Linked DNA regions of Sus scrofa: all the other regions are linked to region 1. A link is a contact called in public Hi-C and HiChIP or PLAC-seq data. All regions are on one chromosome and are shown on one strand. Each heading gives the region's core, a stretch centred on a gene start, on an enhancer-like site or on the middle of the called end of the contact. The rest is flanking DNA. Distances are from core to core; before and after follow the strand shown. Region 1 holds the start of BRMS1L (breast cancer metastasis-suppressor 1-like protein). Region 2 holds the start of CFL2 (cofilin 2). Region 3 holds the start of PPP2R3C (serine/threonine-protein phosphatase 2A regulatory subunit B'' subunit gamma). Region 4 holds the start of BAZ1A (bromodomain adjacent to zinc finger domain 1A). Region 5 holds the start of SRP54 (signal recognition particle 54 kDa protein).

Region 1 (2,700 bases), core at 68-2,567:
AACTATTTATACCTCACACTGAGTAGAACCCAGAATTGCACGAAGAAGTCACTTATAAACACTTATTTGGGGTTGGTTGATTTATTGACTGCAGTACATTCTTCCACGGAGGTTCTTTGAAAGGAAACCTGAAAAGAGGGTGTAGAGATGACAACACACTGTCATCAATCTGTCATCAATTCTTGCTTTACATGGCCAAAATCAGACCAAGACAAAAAATAATGTCTCACATTCATTATATGGACAGAAAAAAAGAATCCAAGTAATCACAAATTCCATTTGTTTTTAAAATAATAATTCCTAAAAGGGTGCAAAAACTATCATCCATGATGTTGGGCTCCTCTCAGTCTTGAAAAGTTCAGAGAGATGCTGCAAACGGTACCGCTCCCACGTCAGCCCCCCGAAAGAGCACCGATGTCAAGTACTGACTGACACGTTGACTTGGAAGCTGAGATTAATAAATTCTAAACCGGCCAGGAGCCAATACAAATCTACCCTTGGCTCAGACAACCCACCCACGTTGCGAAGTAAAGGTTGCAAAGGTGTAAAATAAGAAGTGGGTGGTCTGAGGAGAGGAGGCATTTCCAGAGTCTCCCAGACAGGATGCGGGACAGTCCTCGCTCCGGACGGCTCCGGGCACAGCCCGGAGGTCCCAAGGGCGGGGCGGACCGTGGGCAGGTCCGCGCGGCGTCCAGAAGTGCGGCGAGTCCAGGCTCGCGCCCTGCCCAGCCCCGCCCCGCCCCGCCCCGCCCCGCCAACCGGGATCCGCCAGGAGCACAGGCAGCGCCCGGCGAACAGTCCCGGTGCTACCGAGGGCCGGGAGTGAGTCTCCGCCCCTTCCCTCTCTCCCCGCCCCGCTCTCCCAGCAGGACGCAGCTGCCGGCGTGCAGAGAGCGGCCTGGCGCTAGTCTGGCTCGAGGACTTGGGGTCCCAGCTCTGCTGGGTCGCGTACCTGAGCTATCTCCATCCTCAGAGACCGACGAGCTCTCGGTGTCCTCGTCCTCAGAGCTGCTCCCCTCGTTTTCGGCGTAGTCCACCTCCATCTCATCGTGATGGTTCGTCTCCTTCTTATCCCCTCGAGAATGGACTGGCATTTTCCAGCCGCGCCGTCGCTTCCCACTCCCAGTGCCCAGCCCGGCCACCGCCGCTTCAGTGAAGGGCGCGCGGAACGCCCCGACCCACCCAGCGGCGGAGCTCGTTCTGAAACCCCTCGGCTCCTCCCCGCCCCCGGCCCGAGCCTCACAACCTAACCCGCAGGCTCTGCGCTGGGAGCTCTGCCATTGGTGGAGGCAGTGCTCCTAGCCGGGGGGATGGGGCTTGTGTAGCTCGGGTCCGGTTGGTTACCAGTAATTACGGCGCGGCCTCGCGGTGTATGTTGGGAGTTGTAGTCCCTAGTGGTTCAAGACCCGCAGGGGCAGCCGGCTTCCAAGCTTCAATGGCCCGGCTTGCTTCTCCTCTCTGGACTTCAAGTCCCACAAGGCATGAAAGCTGCCAGACTCGATCGGAGTTTGTAAACTAAGCAAAAACAGATTGTGCGAATTTGGTCTTTATTTATTCTTTTCCCGCCAAGTGATTGTCTGAGCGCCCAAGCTATCCAAAATGTTACTGTCAGATGTGAAAAGGTCTTTTGCCCGAGGATTTTTCCTCCCCTTTGAGGCTGAGGGAACTGGAGAAATGTTTTTACCTAAGCATATTTATTACCACTAATAAACTAATATTAATAAATTAGTTTCTGCTGACGATAACTTGCACTTTCTATGTTGCACAAAAATCTTCCAATTGTTTTTTGAGACTTTTGTAATCAAAAATATGGAAAGAAAGGAATTTTTATCATGGCACTTTCAGCTAGTATTTTTTGCATTCGTTTTTTACCATATGCAACGTGAAAATGCCACCGGTCTTAAGTTTTCAATGAAAAATACACTCTGGTCACTCTTTATGTGCCAAGCACTGTTATGTGCTTTAAGTACATTAATTCACTTAATCCTTATAAAAACTCCATGAACTACATATAATTAGCCTTCCGTTTTGTAAATGAGGAAACTGAAGCGCCAAGTTAGATTACTTGGCCAAAGTCACACCACTAATAAGTAGCAAAGCTAAGGTTTGAACTTGAGTAGTCCAGCATCAGAGCCCACACCCAACCACCATCACACAGTGCCCCTGTAGCAAGTGCTTTCTGTTCTGCTGCTTAAAGAAAAACAGAAGGAAGCTGGAGAGGAGGTATGGATTCTAGCCCTAGTTCTACTGATAACCAGGCAATTCATTTGGGCAAATCACATAATATCTCATCAGTGGTAAAACAAGAAGGTTGCATTATGTTATTGCTAAGTTCTCTTCCAGCTCTAAAAGTCCTGTCATCATTATATTTATGTTTAAGGCAGACAAAATAATATAAGATTGCGCAATTAGAGTTACAGGGTGGTGTTTTGCTTAAAAGGAGTTTCTCTCTCCCCTCCTCAAATAGATTTTTAAAAAGATGTGTAGCAAATGTAAGAGAAACCATAAGGGGAAAAATGAATAAGGCTGGAAAAGAATATTGTCAGCTTGGAAAATACAAATTAATATAAAGCAAACCATGAAAGCTGAGTGAAGTTTCCTCAATCTAGCCTTTAAAAGGTAGGAGTTGGGATTTCCCTGATGGCTCAGTGGGTTAAGGATCTGGCATTGTCACTGCTTTGGCTCTGATTACTGCTGTGG
Region 2 (2,700 bases), core at 134-2,633, 970 kb after region 1:
CTCTATTTGTCATTTTGTTTTTGCTCATTAATTCCATCAATTGCGGGGGGGACCCCCCCATAGTGTTTATTCTCATTGAATTGGAGGAAGGAGATCTAAACAATTCACACCATCTCTTAAGGGGTTTTCTAAAAAAGACCCACAACGTAGGAATCCAGCTCCTTTCGGTGGAAACCGCAGGCGAAGGCGAGACCACCTCGGAGAGCGGTTCCCCACAGACGCGCCCGCGCCCTCGCTCTCGGGGAAGCAGTGTAGAAACACCCCTCAGGGAGCTGGAGGACCGGACCACTGGTGCCCCGGGGTAGAGGCCTCCTCGCCAGGTCCCGGGGCCCCGACCGCGGCAGCCGGGCCTGCAGGGCGCGAGCGGGGTCAGGTCGAGGACGCGGGCGGGGCCGAAGGGCCGGCCAGGGGCGCGCCCACGTGACCGCCCCGCCTGCGCCGCAGCCCCCCGAGCCGTCGCCGCCGCCTCTCGGGCCGCACTCCCGGCGTGCCCCGCACTCGCCGCCTCCCGCCCCTCCTTCTGCTCGCATCGCCACACAGCCGGAGCCGAGCCGCCGCCGCCGCCGCCGCCGCAGTCTCAGCCGCGGGCACTATGGTAAGGCGGGAGCGCCGGCCGGGGACCCCGGCGGCCAAGGGGGCCGGGGCACGGCGAGCATAAACCCCCGCGCGGCCCCGCCGGGCCTCGGGCCTGAGGCCGCCATTTTAACCTGATTTTGGCCTCCAAGGTGGGCGCTGCGGCCCCGCTGCTCTCTTCCAGCCGGCCTGCCCTCCCGCCGTCAGGCCCTGCCCGGCCGCTCTCCGGATTCCTGGGGGCAGGGAGAGCCCGGGCGCGGGGCGGGGGGCGCGGGGCGGGGGCTGGAGCCTGGGCCGGGGGGCGGCGGCCGGGGGCGCCGGAGGGTCCACTGAGCTTCCTCCCCACCCTCCCCGCCTCCTCTCGCCGCCTTTGCCTTCCGCTACCTAATTTTACCCCGCACGCGAGCTCTCAAATTGGTACGTGCTGTAAAGCCCTTTCTGGAGGCTTTCGGTGAGGGTCTTGATGGCCTGTCATAAAACCCTTAGGGGGAGATTAAGGAGGTGGGAAAACTCTTAAAAATGCTTTCTCGCTGTAAAAAGCTTTTTACACGCGATCCGATCCGTTAGTTGTGAAGTGTCTGCCTTTGAGCTGTGAGGCAATTATGTTGTAGCCGTGGGCGGCTTGGAGTTCACACTCGATTCTCTTTCCATATGAGGAAACGGCACTGGCTAGGATGACTTTAAAGAAAAAAATAGTAGAAGCATTAACTGAAATCCAAAAGTGTTTTTTTAAGGCCTGCTGGGTTGACACAATACAGAAGGTATTTTTGCTGCTGTTCCTGAAGCTCTGACATCACCCAGTGAAATAGGAAACATTTCAGGGATGGGACAGCCTGTATTTGTCCCTTTCCCTCTACCTTCCAGTTACTTCACCTCCAAACCCCTTTTTAAAAGAAGGATGAATGGGGCAGGATGAGTTAGAATCCTTAGGTGCATCAAGGACTGGTACTTAAAATGTGGCAAATTTGATTGGACTACTTGCATGGTATGATGCAATTTTCGATGTCCAGACTAAAGTGAATCCTCCCTGGGCAAACAGTAATTTCGGTTAAAACCAAAATGTGTGCACTGAATTGCTTTTCTTTCTTTATTTTCAGGCTTCTGGAGTTACAGTGAATGATGAAGTCATCAAAGTTTTTAATGACATGAAAGTAAGGAAATCTTCTACACAAGAAGAGATCAAAAAAAGAAAGAAAGCAGTTCTCTTCTGTTTAAGTGATGACAAAAGACAAATAATTGTAGAGGAAGCAAAGCAGATCTTGGTGGGTGACATTGGTGATACTGTAGAGGACCCCTACACATCTTTTGTGAAGTTGCTACCTCTGAATGATTGCCGATATGCTTTGTACGATGCCACATACGAAACAAAAGAGTCTAAGAAAGAAGACCTAGTATTTATATTCTGGTGTGTAAAAACAAAAGAAAAAAGTACTTTTAAAATGCAAGGATTGTTATTAACAGAGTCAGTTTTGCCTTTGTTTTTCTCTTAAGTGGGAGTCAACAGTTTTTTTCTTTCTTCCCTATAGGGCTCCTGAAAGTGCACCTTTAAAAAGCAAGATGATTTATGCTAGCTCTAAAGATGCCATTAAAAAGAAATTTACAGGTACAGACATTGAATATTTTGTACAGAGGAACTGCTCTTTCTTAGTAATGATAAAGTAATGGGGTAATGTGTTTTCTTTTTAGGTATTAAACATGAGTGGCAAGTAAATGGCTTGGACGATATAAAGGACCGTTCAACACTTGGAGAGAAATTGGGAGGCAACGTAGTCGTTTCACTTGAAGGAAAACCCTTATAAAATGACAGTCAAGTGCCATCCGGATCTTAAGGAGCTTCCATTTCTCCAGCTCAGTCGATTGGAATAGTATTAGGTGTTTTTTGTTTTTTTTTTTTCTTTCTTCTTTTTCCCACTGGGTCCTTCCAACACAGTGAATGAAGGAAATACCATTCATGTAAGCAGCCTATCAGTGATTGCCATTAGACTGTTTAATACTGTTACTTTTATGTAGAACCCAAGGAATGCCTTCCCCTCATATTTTAGCCAAAACAACTGATTACATGCCTCCCTTGCAGCAAGCACTACAATGAATGTGATTGTCAATGTGAATAGTTTAGAATACTGCAAA
Region 3 (2,700 bases), core at 97-2,596, 640 kb after region 1:
ATGAAAAACACAGAGATACAAATACTTGACCAGCAAATCATAGCCTATAACACCATTGTTGTTTGCAGCTACCCAAGCCAGTACAGATTTAGCCACATCTATAGAGCTATGATATTTAACCATCTGTGAAAGGATCCAATTCTCAAAATTAGTCTTTCCTTTGAAATCTTCCTTAAGTTTATTCCACTCCTCTGAATTCAAAGGTTTTGTTGGGAGTTGAACAATGTTCCTCACAGGCGGCCGGAAATAATCTTTACTCTGAGGATTCATCTCTGATCTCTTCTTAGCTGCTCCAGCTGCAAAGAGATGAGGAGAATCAGCAGAAACTTGCTTATTACTACCCTCATCTCTTTTCCTGACATATCTAGCCTTGGCAATCAGCAGATTCATGGCTTTGGTATTTTGTGGAGACATTGGTTTAAGAGAAAACCACTTATAGTTCCTGATACCATAACAGTCTTTGAGAAGGAGACTGAGATAGGCGTGTCCTGGGCCTAGGCCAAGGTATGGGTTACTCTTCCAAAGCTTAGGAAAGCTCCGAATACCAGTAAAATAGAAAGTCATTATGCAGTGAAATCAGCACCAGATTGTAAGAGATATGGTCAAAAAGCCCCAACGTCTACAGCATAATTAAGAGATTGGGGGTAGAAGGTGGAGAATCGAAGCGGCAACTTTCTAAAAGATGATTTTCAGCTTCTAAGACAAATGTGGGTTCTGATTTGGGGGCTAGTTAACAGCAGTGAAGTTTGGTTCCGTTCTCTCCATTAAACAACGATCTGAAGACATCCAACGTCGGTCACAAGTCCCAGGTAGAGAGAACAAAGGAGGAATCCTCTGGTGCCTATTATATTCCAGTCTGGAACCTAAGAAAAAGGCACAAAGAGTATCAGCCAGTTGACTCACATGGACCATAGACGTCCTTGAAAAGGGGCAGGATCCCAGAGGAGCCGGGTTGCAGAAGAGGCGTAAAGTCGAGAGCCCCCTACCCCAGACCCACCAGCAGTAAGGTCAGAGGCGAAAGCCCAAGTCCAGGGGCCCTGGCCGCCAAACTCGCCAAATGAGGAAACAGGGCTGGGGAAGGGGAAGAGAAAGAGCCAGCCAGCGACACAGGTAAGGAAGGGAAGTCCACGAGGATGCAGTGCTCCTACAATGTACCCATGGACCACAAACGGAGTTCACTTGATTCAACAACTCACCACAGCACTCACGCTCCATGCATCCAGAAACGAGGCGGAAACTACCGCGCCCACAATGCACCGCGACGGCCCGGGCTGCGGAGGCGTGGCTGAACCCAGCGCAGGCGTTCTGCCCGGCCTGGAAGCGAGTAAAGGGGATTCTGAGCCTTTTAGTGGCGGGAGGGGGATACAGGCGGCTGCTGAAGGCGGCTACTGCATTCAAGGGGCCTTCAGATACCGCAATGACCAATGAAAAGAAACTGAAATTAGAAAGCTCTTTCCTTTAGCCGGAAGTGCCGCAGGAACTTCTGGGTCACGTGGGGACAAGCGCCAAAGGGCCGAGATGAAGAAATAGAGCAGGCTTTCTTATCCTGTACCTTTAAAATCGGGCTTGGTGAAGCTGGGACGCTGCCTTAAAGAGGCTCATTCTCCGTCTCTTTCACGTTTGTTCCCCCTGCTGTTTGCGTGAGCGCCGTATTTTCCTCAGTGGCGATAGTGACCGACTTAGCCGGATTAGCCGACTTCCGCCCGTGGCTAAGATGGTGGTCGAGCAGCCTTCGTAACCTTTACGGGGCTGGGCGGTGTTGACGCCAGAGCTGGCGTGGGTGGAGCGGTTGGTAAACAGCAAATGCCGGAACTGAAGCGTCGGGGTCAGCGATGGACTGGAAAGAAATTCTGCGCCGGCGGTTAGCGATGCCCAACACCGGTCCAAACAGTGAGTTTGGGAGGGGCCGCCCGCAAAAAGAGCCTGGCTCTAAACTCCCGGAGGTGGGAGGAGGATGGGCAGGGGCAGCTCCTGGGAGCCGCGCTTTCCTCTTGGGTAAAGCCTCTCCTGACAAAGGAGGCTGACTGGAATGGGTTTAGGAGCCAGAGATGTTTGATCCACATTTCCCTGGCAAAAGATTTGTGGGAATAAAAAGTTACCTTAGCCACTCACTTGGGTGGTCCAGACCTAGACTTGTGAAGGATCATTGAGAATCCCGACGCCAACAACCCTTCTATCCTACCGGGATCTATAATCCATTGCTCCTGTAGATTTTTATTTGCCACACTTTTCATTTTTCTCCTTAATCCATTTTAGACTTCATAATCCACTTTTCCTTGTCTTTTCCTTCTACTTCATACTTACTAACTTATCAGCCTAATTAAACATCGTTCCTATTCCACATCTGCATCCAGGGCAGCTGAAAGTGATTGGAGAAAAATGGAACCATGGTGAACTGCCTCGCTTTTAATTCGTGTAACTTAAAGTAGGTGTTTTGAAGTTCATTTACACTTCTTCCGTGTTTCCCTAAAGTCAGGTTCCTGCAGTCTATGGCAGTTCTTTCTCATCTCCCAACCTCCAGTCCTCCAGTATGTCCTACTTACTCCTTACTTCTAGCTGATGAGCTAGTATATGTATTTGAGAAAGTAGAAACAATCGAAGAAATTCACCTGTTTCCATTTTACCATTTCTGTCACCATCCCCCCATAGGTGACCTTAAGATAATAAACTGGCCATGCTCCTATTTGAGACAGTCCCTCT
Region 4 (2,700 bases), core at 191-2,690, 850 kb after region 1:
AGCGGCTTAACAAACAGACCTAAGGAATATAAATACTATATATTCAGATAAAATTTCACCCATTTTTAGCTTGAGAGTTAAGTTGGGATTTTGAACTGTGAGAGCGATGCTTCAATATTGGTTGAAAATTATCCATCCTCCTTGTCCCTGTTATGAGTCTATCTTTGTTGGCTCTAAGTTTTTCACCTGGAAAATTACTTTCTAGGTAAGGAATTCTATAGTGTCACTCAGTGTACTAGTGGGTGGCCAGTTTAAAACTTCAAATCTTTGAGTGGGTAATTTTTTGAAGTTTATCCAGAGGAATATACTTACTAACCCCTGAAAGTATGTCCAAGCCTCTTTGACTATACACTAAGATGCATTAATTTTATTAATGATTTTTGAATCACAAAATTTTTCTAGCCACGTAAAAGTATCTTAAAAGAAGTTTAAAAATGACAACTCTTGAGATTTGAATAGATCCCTTACATTTTCTGCTCCAGTACACATATGTACTTAATTTGAAGAAACAAAGATGATCCCACATTGTTTCTACGACTGAGATCATTTCATAATATTAGTAATTAGTTACATCCTTTGTTGAATGGCTGCTCTTCAAATTGTCTTTTAGGCCCATTCTTACATGTTAATATGCAAGTAAGCAAATGTCAAAGGTTGTCGCCAAAAAGACCATTTAATATAAAGCTGGCAAACATTTAAAGTTATTTGTAGTTTTGGAAAATTCTTTTAAATTCGAAAGTCACATTATATCATTAAAATTAGTTTCACATATGGAAATCATTGATATGGGAAAGTCGTTTTAGGGAAAATTTCACTAGTAAATCCACAATCTTTAAAATTCCGAATTATTGAATTAAATACTGATCCCTTGCAGAATGTTTTCAGCGCCGTATTCTTCTAAATACTACTTTTTAATTTAAATACGAGGGGGCCCTATAGGCATGATGACATTTTCCGACATACTTTTTTAGGTCTTTGAATTGTCCTTAGTAGTAAAGAGCATTGCTGTCAAGAAAGGTATTTTCAAGGTGAAGGTTTTACATAAGCAAATTATTTTTTAGACATGAGAACTCTAATTTTGAATTAGAAAATATCAAAATATTTTCCACTTCTTATTTCTCCTCCCTCTTCCCTTCCTTAAAATAAAAGTTAAATCTCAATAGGACTCCTTTTCCCATCGCGGAACCAAGCGCTGGTGCCAGACTTGAAGAGGAAGGCTTTACTTTGTTAGTCGCGTGTTTATGAAACCCCAGCGCTCTTCGCAGATCTTTGGGTTGATAATCGCAAACATGGAGGATGCTTCTGATTCTTCACAAGGGGTTGCTCTATTAATTAATAATGTAGCTCTCCCAGGCTCTCCGCCGTCTCTTCCTGTATCAGTGACAGGCTGTAAAAGTCATCGAGTAGCCAATAAAAAGGTAGAAGCGAGAAGTGAAAAGCTCCTCCCAACAGCTCTTCCTCCTTCGGAGCCGAAAGTAGATCAGAAACTTCCCAGGAGCTCGGAGAGGCGGGGAAGTGGCGGTGGGACGCGATTCCCCGCGCGGAGCCAGGCCGTGGCAGCGGGAGAAGCGGCGGCCAGCAGCGCCGCGGGGCCGGCGGGAAGCGACCCCCCGGGGGGGACAGAGCCTCCCCTCGCCGCCTTTGTAGTTGAGAAGGTGGAGAAGTGGCAGCCGGCGTACTTGCAGGTGAGGGGCTCCGTGTGGTCGCTCGGGAGCCGGCCGACGCCGGCAGCGAAGTGGAGGAGAGCGGGGGAACAAAGCGGAGTGACTCCGGGGTCCGCCCGCAGCGAGCTCCCTCGCGGCGTCGGGCCGGCCGGCTGCGCGCCGAGCACGTTGTGAGCCCCGCGGCGGCGGCGGCCGCGGGCTGGGAGAGGGCGCGGGGGAGGGGGCCGCCGTCGCTCCCGCACTGCCCGCCCGCGGCCGGGCGTCCGGCCCCATTGTGAGCCGGCAGCCGGGCGTGCGGAGGTGGGGCGGCTCCGCTCTTTCGATACCCCGGCCGCGACAGGAGCGACCTCGGCTCCGGTGGCAGTCGCGGCGCGTCAGTCACACAAAAGGCAGTCGAGCTTCCCCGGCGCGCGGACCGGCCCACGCCGCCGCCGAGCGCTCCCCACCTTACCGGCTTTCCTTTCCCTCCAATTTTGATAGGGAAGCGGGGCCGGCGCGGGCGGCCGAGGGTCCGGGTGAGCCCGCGGGCGGACACGAGATGCCGCTGCTACACCGAAAGCCGTTTGTGAGACAGAAGCCGCCCGCGGACCTACGGCCCGACGAGGAAGTTTTCTACTGTAAAGTCACCAACGAGATCTTCCGCCACTACGAGTAAGGGCCGGGCGCGGGGGGTGCGAGGGAGTGTGTGGACTCTCTCCCCCACGTCCTTTTGTCTCTTTCCTTATTCTCGCTCTGGGCTTCTGGTGGGGCGACGGGAAAGTGACGGGTGGTCGCGGGCCCGCGTTTCTTTGGCCCCCGAGCCCAACCAGTGACTGCGCGGGGCCCCCGGCTGGCCCCACTGGCCGCGGCGCGCGTGGGTAGAGCCGGCCCGGGCAGAGTAGCCTCGGGTCCCAGGCCGGCCGCGGGGACAGCTTCCAGTCGCGGCAGCCGCCCGGCAGCCGAGCGGCGGAAACTCCCCGCCTCGCCCCTCCCCGCCGCGGCCACACGCGCGCTCCGGGGCCAGTTCCGGGATCCCCGCCTGGCGGCCGAGGGGATC
Region 5 (2,700 bases), core at 152-2,651, 750 kb after region 1:
AATAGATAGATAAGGAAACTGAGGCTAAATTGGAATATCAACTTGCTCAAGCTCCCAAATCTCCTAAGGAGCACACTCTCCTCTGTGTTCCCATAGCTCTCATGACTCTTTATACCTTACTGGAGTTTATTACTCATCTTGCTATAATGTATATTTATGTGCTTCTCTCTCATTGTTCCGCTATCTCCTCAATGCCAGGGTTGGTGTCATTCATTTCAGCAACCCTACAGATAAGAATGAGTAAATATTTTGTTGAATGAAGCATATGAAAGAACTAGGTGAGCAAAGCATCAAGAACGCCAATAGGGGAAAGAGCTTCAAGAAGTGGTTATTAGAGCCGAACGCTACAGAGAGAACCATCAATTTATCCTAAGTCATCAATGGCACTGAACTGATATCCCTTACTCATTTACTGAATGTCTACTATATGTGGGACGCTGGGTTAATTAGGCACAAGTTAACATGGAAAGATAAAATCTGGAACGCCTCAAGATTTTCAGGTAAGTAGCCTGAATCTAAATTCTTGATCAGGAAAACAAAACCAAGAGTCAGGCCTGCAACTGTTTACGTCTAACTTGGCTCAGGTAAGCCAGAAGACAATTTAAAAGGGTCACAGCGCATCTTTCAACAAAACTTCTGACGGGGGATACGAGATGAAAATGGGCCAGAACATCTCGGTCTCGGGGACGACAATTGGTGGCCTAGGAAGCCGATTCCCTCCGGAGTGTCTAGACCCCTAAGCAGCGACGGGGCTGCCCCTAGCTGCTACCCGGTAGTCAGGGGCGGGAAAAAGCAGACACTTACCGCAAAAGGCACCGCCACCGCCGTGGCCCAAAGGGGCCGGGAAATCCTTCGCGAAGCCCCACGCTGGGGGAGTAAACCCGGGAAAGCGAGGATCAGAAAGACAGGGGCGACCCCACAGCCCGACTTCCAAAACTATATAAACTAGGGTCCCAGCGCCCAGCACCGCGACGCCAACTCCCACCAGCTGGAAGACCGACGACTGCCACCGAACCTTCCGCCCAATGAGGAAACGTCACCACTCTGCGTAGTCCAGCCTTTCAAGAACAGGATACACTTCCGCTTCCGGGGCACCCGCCGCATTCCTTCGGTGCGCTTTATTGAAAGGGTTTTTTGAGTTGTTTGCTTTGCCGGTTTTTGACAGTCGTTTTTTATTGCTCCATAACTACAGCATTAAAGTTAGTATTAAGATACGAGGCTCTCTAGGGATGCCATCTCAGGAAAGAAGTCGGGCTTCCAGGCGCCACCTTAAGAAAAAAAATGACTTGCTGAGCACCACCAGCTAAGAGAGTAATTAGGAGAGATGGGGGTGCAATTGAATGTAGGGATTCCCGGGAGCACGTGAGAACTCCACGGAGGGGGCGGCGCTTAGGACTTTCTCAGCCCTGGGAGGCGGGTTCCACCTTGGGTCAAATCGGGTGTCTGGATCCTCCTCTGGCTGCGCGTGCGCGATGCAAACCTCCCCCTGCTCTTGTTTTCTGCTTCAACATGGAATTCCACTCCGCGAGGCAGGCGGTACTGCAGCTGCTTAATACGGTGGCTCCGGCGGACCTCCCAGCGCTGCTTCAGTGGATGCGAACTACCCGTAAGTGATCAGAACCAGAGGCAGGCGGTTGGGGCAAGGATATGCTGTGGGCGCCGACCTTGGGGACTCAGGAAGAGGCCTAAAGCCTTCCATAGGGTAGCTGTGCTGGTCTCCGCTCTGCTAACGGGGCTGGTCGTCGAGGGCACATCTCAAACTTTGGCAGGTTGAGTCCATTGTAGGATTGGGTGCAGGAAGACGTTGCTCTGGGTTTGTGATTCCGCTACAGACTTCAGACAAGCCGCTAGAGCCACCTTGTGTCTAACCCCTTTTATGAAGGGAAAATCAAAGGAGGGGTTAGCCTTCCCACAAATTTGGGACAACCATTAGGATCCTACCTGAAAACGCCCTTTGCAAGAGAGGTTTTAGGATATAGAGCTGGAAGTTTTAACCCTGCAGACAGAATCACATGTAGCTAGTGCATTTATTTTCTCAATTGTAAAATGGGCCGTTAATTTACTAGCAGTTTTTCCAGGATGGGGAAAGGGAGAAGAAAAAGGGAAAAAGGGAAAGGACCTTGATTTTTGAATAAGGTCCTTTTCCAGATGTGTGCCCCCCCCACACACAAAAGTAGAATAAGACAAGGATTTGTACTAATCACTTCTAGCCAGCATCAGTAATAGAGCTTCTAGCCAGTACAGTATGGCAAGAAAAGGGGTGGGAAGGAGGCATCTCCTTCTGAAACAGATGAATGGATAAATTGTGCTGTATTTTTGTATTGGAATATTGACAAATAAATGGAATAAAGTGTTTAATGTGTAACAGCAAGGATAAATTTGCTAAGCGAAATAAACCATATTGAAAAAAACCTGCATACCATATGATCCGATTTATATAAAATCAGGAAATTTCAAGCTAATTTATAGAGACAGAAAATACATCTCTGGGAGTTCCTGTTGTGGCTTACTGGGTTAAGAATCCAATTTAGTGTCGGTGAAGATTCAGGTGTCATCCCTGACCTCACTCTGAGTTAAGGATCTTGTGTTGCCACAAGCTACAGCGTAGATCACAGATGAAGCTCAGATCTGGTGTTGCTGTGGCTGTGCGGTAGGCCTCAGCTGCAGCTCCCATTCAACTCCTAGCCTAGGAACATCCAT

The links. Hi-C and Micro-C count contacts between places; a contact is called where the count stands out from the background. HiChIP or PLAC-seq counts read pairs in DNA pulled down with a chosen protein or histone mark.
Region 2: a contact with region 1 is called in a Hi-C map of skeletal muscle, with 3 times the contacts expected there. The contact joins the promoter of CFL2 here to the promoter of BRMS1L in region 1. A contact is called at or near these places in 1 of 5 promoter capture datasets (fetal liver) and 2 of 47 Hi-C or Micro-C datasets (heart right ventricle and skeletal muscle).
Region 3: an H3K27ac HiChIP or PLAC-seq map of skeletal muscle shows a contact between it and region 1, with 6 times the contacts expected there. The contact joins the promoter of PPP2R3C here to the promoter of BRMS1L in region 1. A contact is called at or near these places in 2 of 5 promoter capture datasets (fetal liver and liver) and 2 of 2 datasets of contacts at active chromatin or transcription factors (alveolar macrophages and skeletal muscle).
Region 4: an H3K27ac HiChIP or PLAC-seq map of alveolar macrophages shows a contact between it and region 1, with 8 times the contacts expected there. The contact joins the promoter of BAZ1A here to the promoter of BRMS1L in region 1. A contact is called at or near these places in 2 of 5 promoter capture datasets (fetal liver and fetal skeletal muscle), 3 of 47 Hi-C or Micro-C datasets (heart right ventricle, liver and skeletal muscle) and 1 of 2 datasets of contacts at active chromatin or transcription factors (alveolar macrophages).
Region 5: a Hi-C map of liver shows a contact between it and region 1, with 5 times the contacts expected there. The contact joins the promoter of SRP54 here to the promoter of BRMS1L in region 1. A contact is called at or near these places in 2 of 47 Hi-C or Micro-C datasets (heart right ventricle and liver) and 1 of 2 datasets of contacts at active chromatin or transcription factors (skeletal muscle).

What each region holds. Positions count from the first base shown.
Region 1 is chr7:64,122,535-64,125,234 of Sscrofa11.1, forward strand. It overlaps BRMS1L (breast cancer metastasis-suppressor 1-like protein), which reads right to left and starts at 1,318. Exons shown (of 10, transcript XM_013989042.1): 1 at 953-1,318. The coding sequence starts at 1,094.
Region 2 is chr7:65,089,744-65,092,443 of Sscrofa11.1, forward strand. CFL2 (cofilin 2) reads left to right here and starts at 1,384. Exons shown (of 4, transcript NM_001025215.1): 1 at 1,384-1,558; 2 at 1,671-1,978; 3 at 2,100-2,176; 4 at 2,260-2,700. The coding sequence starts at 1,556. The coding sequence ends at 2,372.
Region 3 is chr7:64,761,566-64,764,265 of Sscrofa11.1, forward strand. It overlaps PPP2R3C (serine/threonine-protein phosphatase 2A regulatory subunit B'' subunit gamma), which reads left to right and starts at 1,347. Exons shown (of 13, transcript XM_021099169.1): 1 at 1,347-1,890. The coding sequence starts at 1,833. It overlaps KIAA0391 (mitochondrial ribonuclease P protein 3), which reads right to left and starts at 1,707. Exons shown (of 8, transcript XM_021099168.1): 1 at 1,553-1,707; 2 at 1-863. The coding sequence starts at 564.
Region 4 is chr7:64,968,186-64,970,885 of Sscrofa11.1, forward strand. BAZ1A (bromodomain adjacent to zinc finger domain 1A) reads left to right here and starts at 1,441. Exons shown (of 27, transcript NM_001244159.1): 1 at 1,441-1,685; 2 at 2,145-2,315. The coding sequence starts at 2,203. LOC106507712 reads left to right here and starts at 1,242. Exons shown (of 3, transcript XM_021100054.1): 1 at 1,242-1,735; 2 at 1,791-2,088; 3 at 2,145-2,183. The coding sequence starts at 1,242. The coding sequence ends at 2,183.
Region 5 is chr7:64,876,173-64,878,872 of Sscrofa11.1, forward strand. It overlaps SRP54 (signal recognition particle 54 kDa protein), which reads right to left and starts at 1,402. Exons shown (of 16, transcript XM_001927799.7): 1 at 805-1,402. It overlaps LOC100153150, which reads left to right and starts at 1,067. Exons shown (of 8, transcript XM_021099173.1): 1 at 1,067-1,606. The coding sequence starts at 1,510.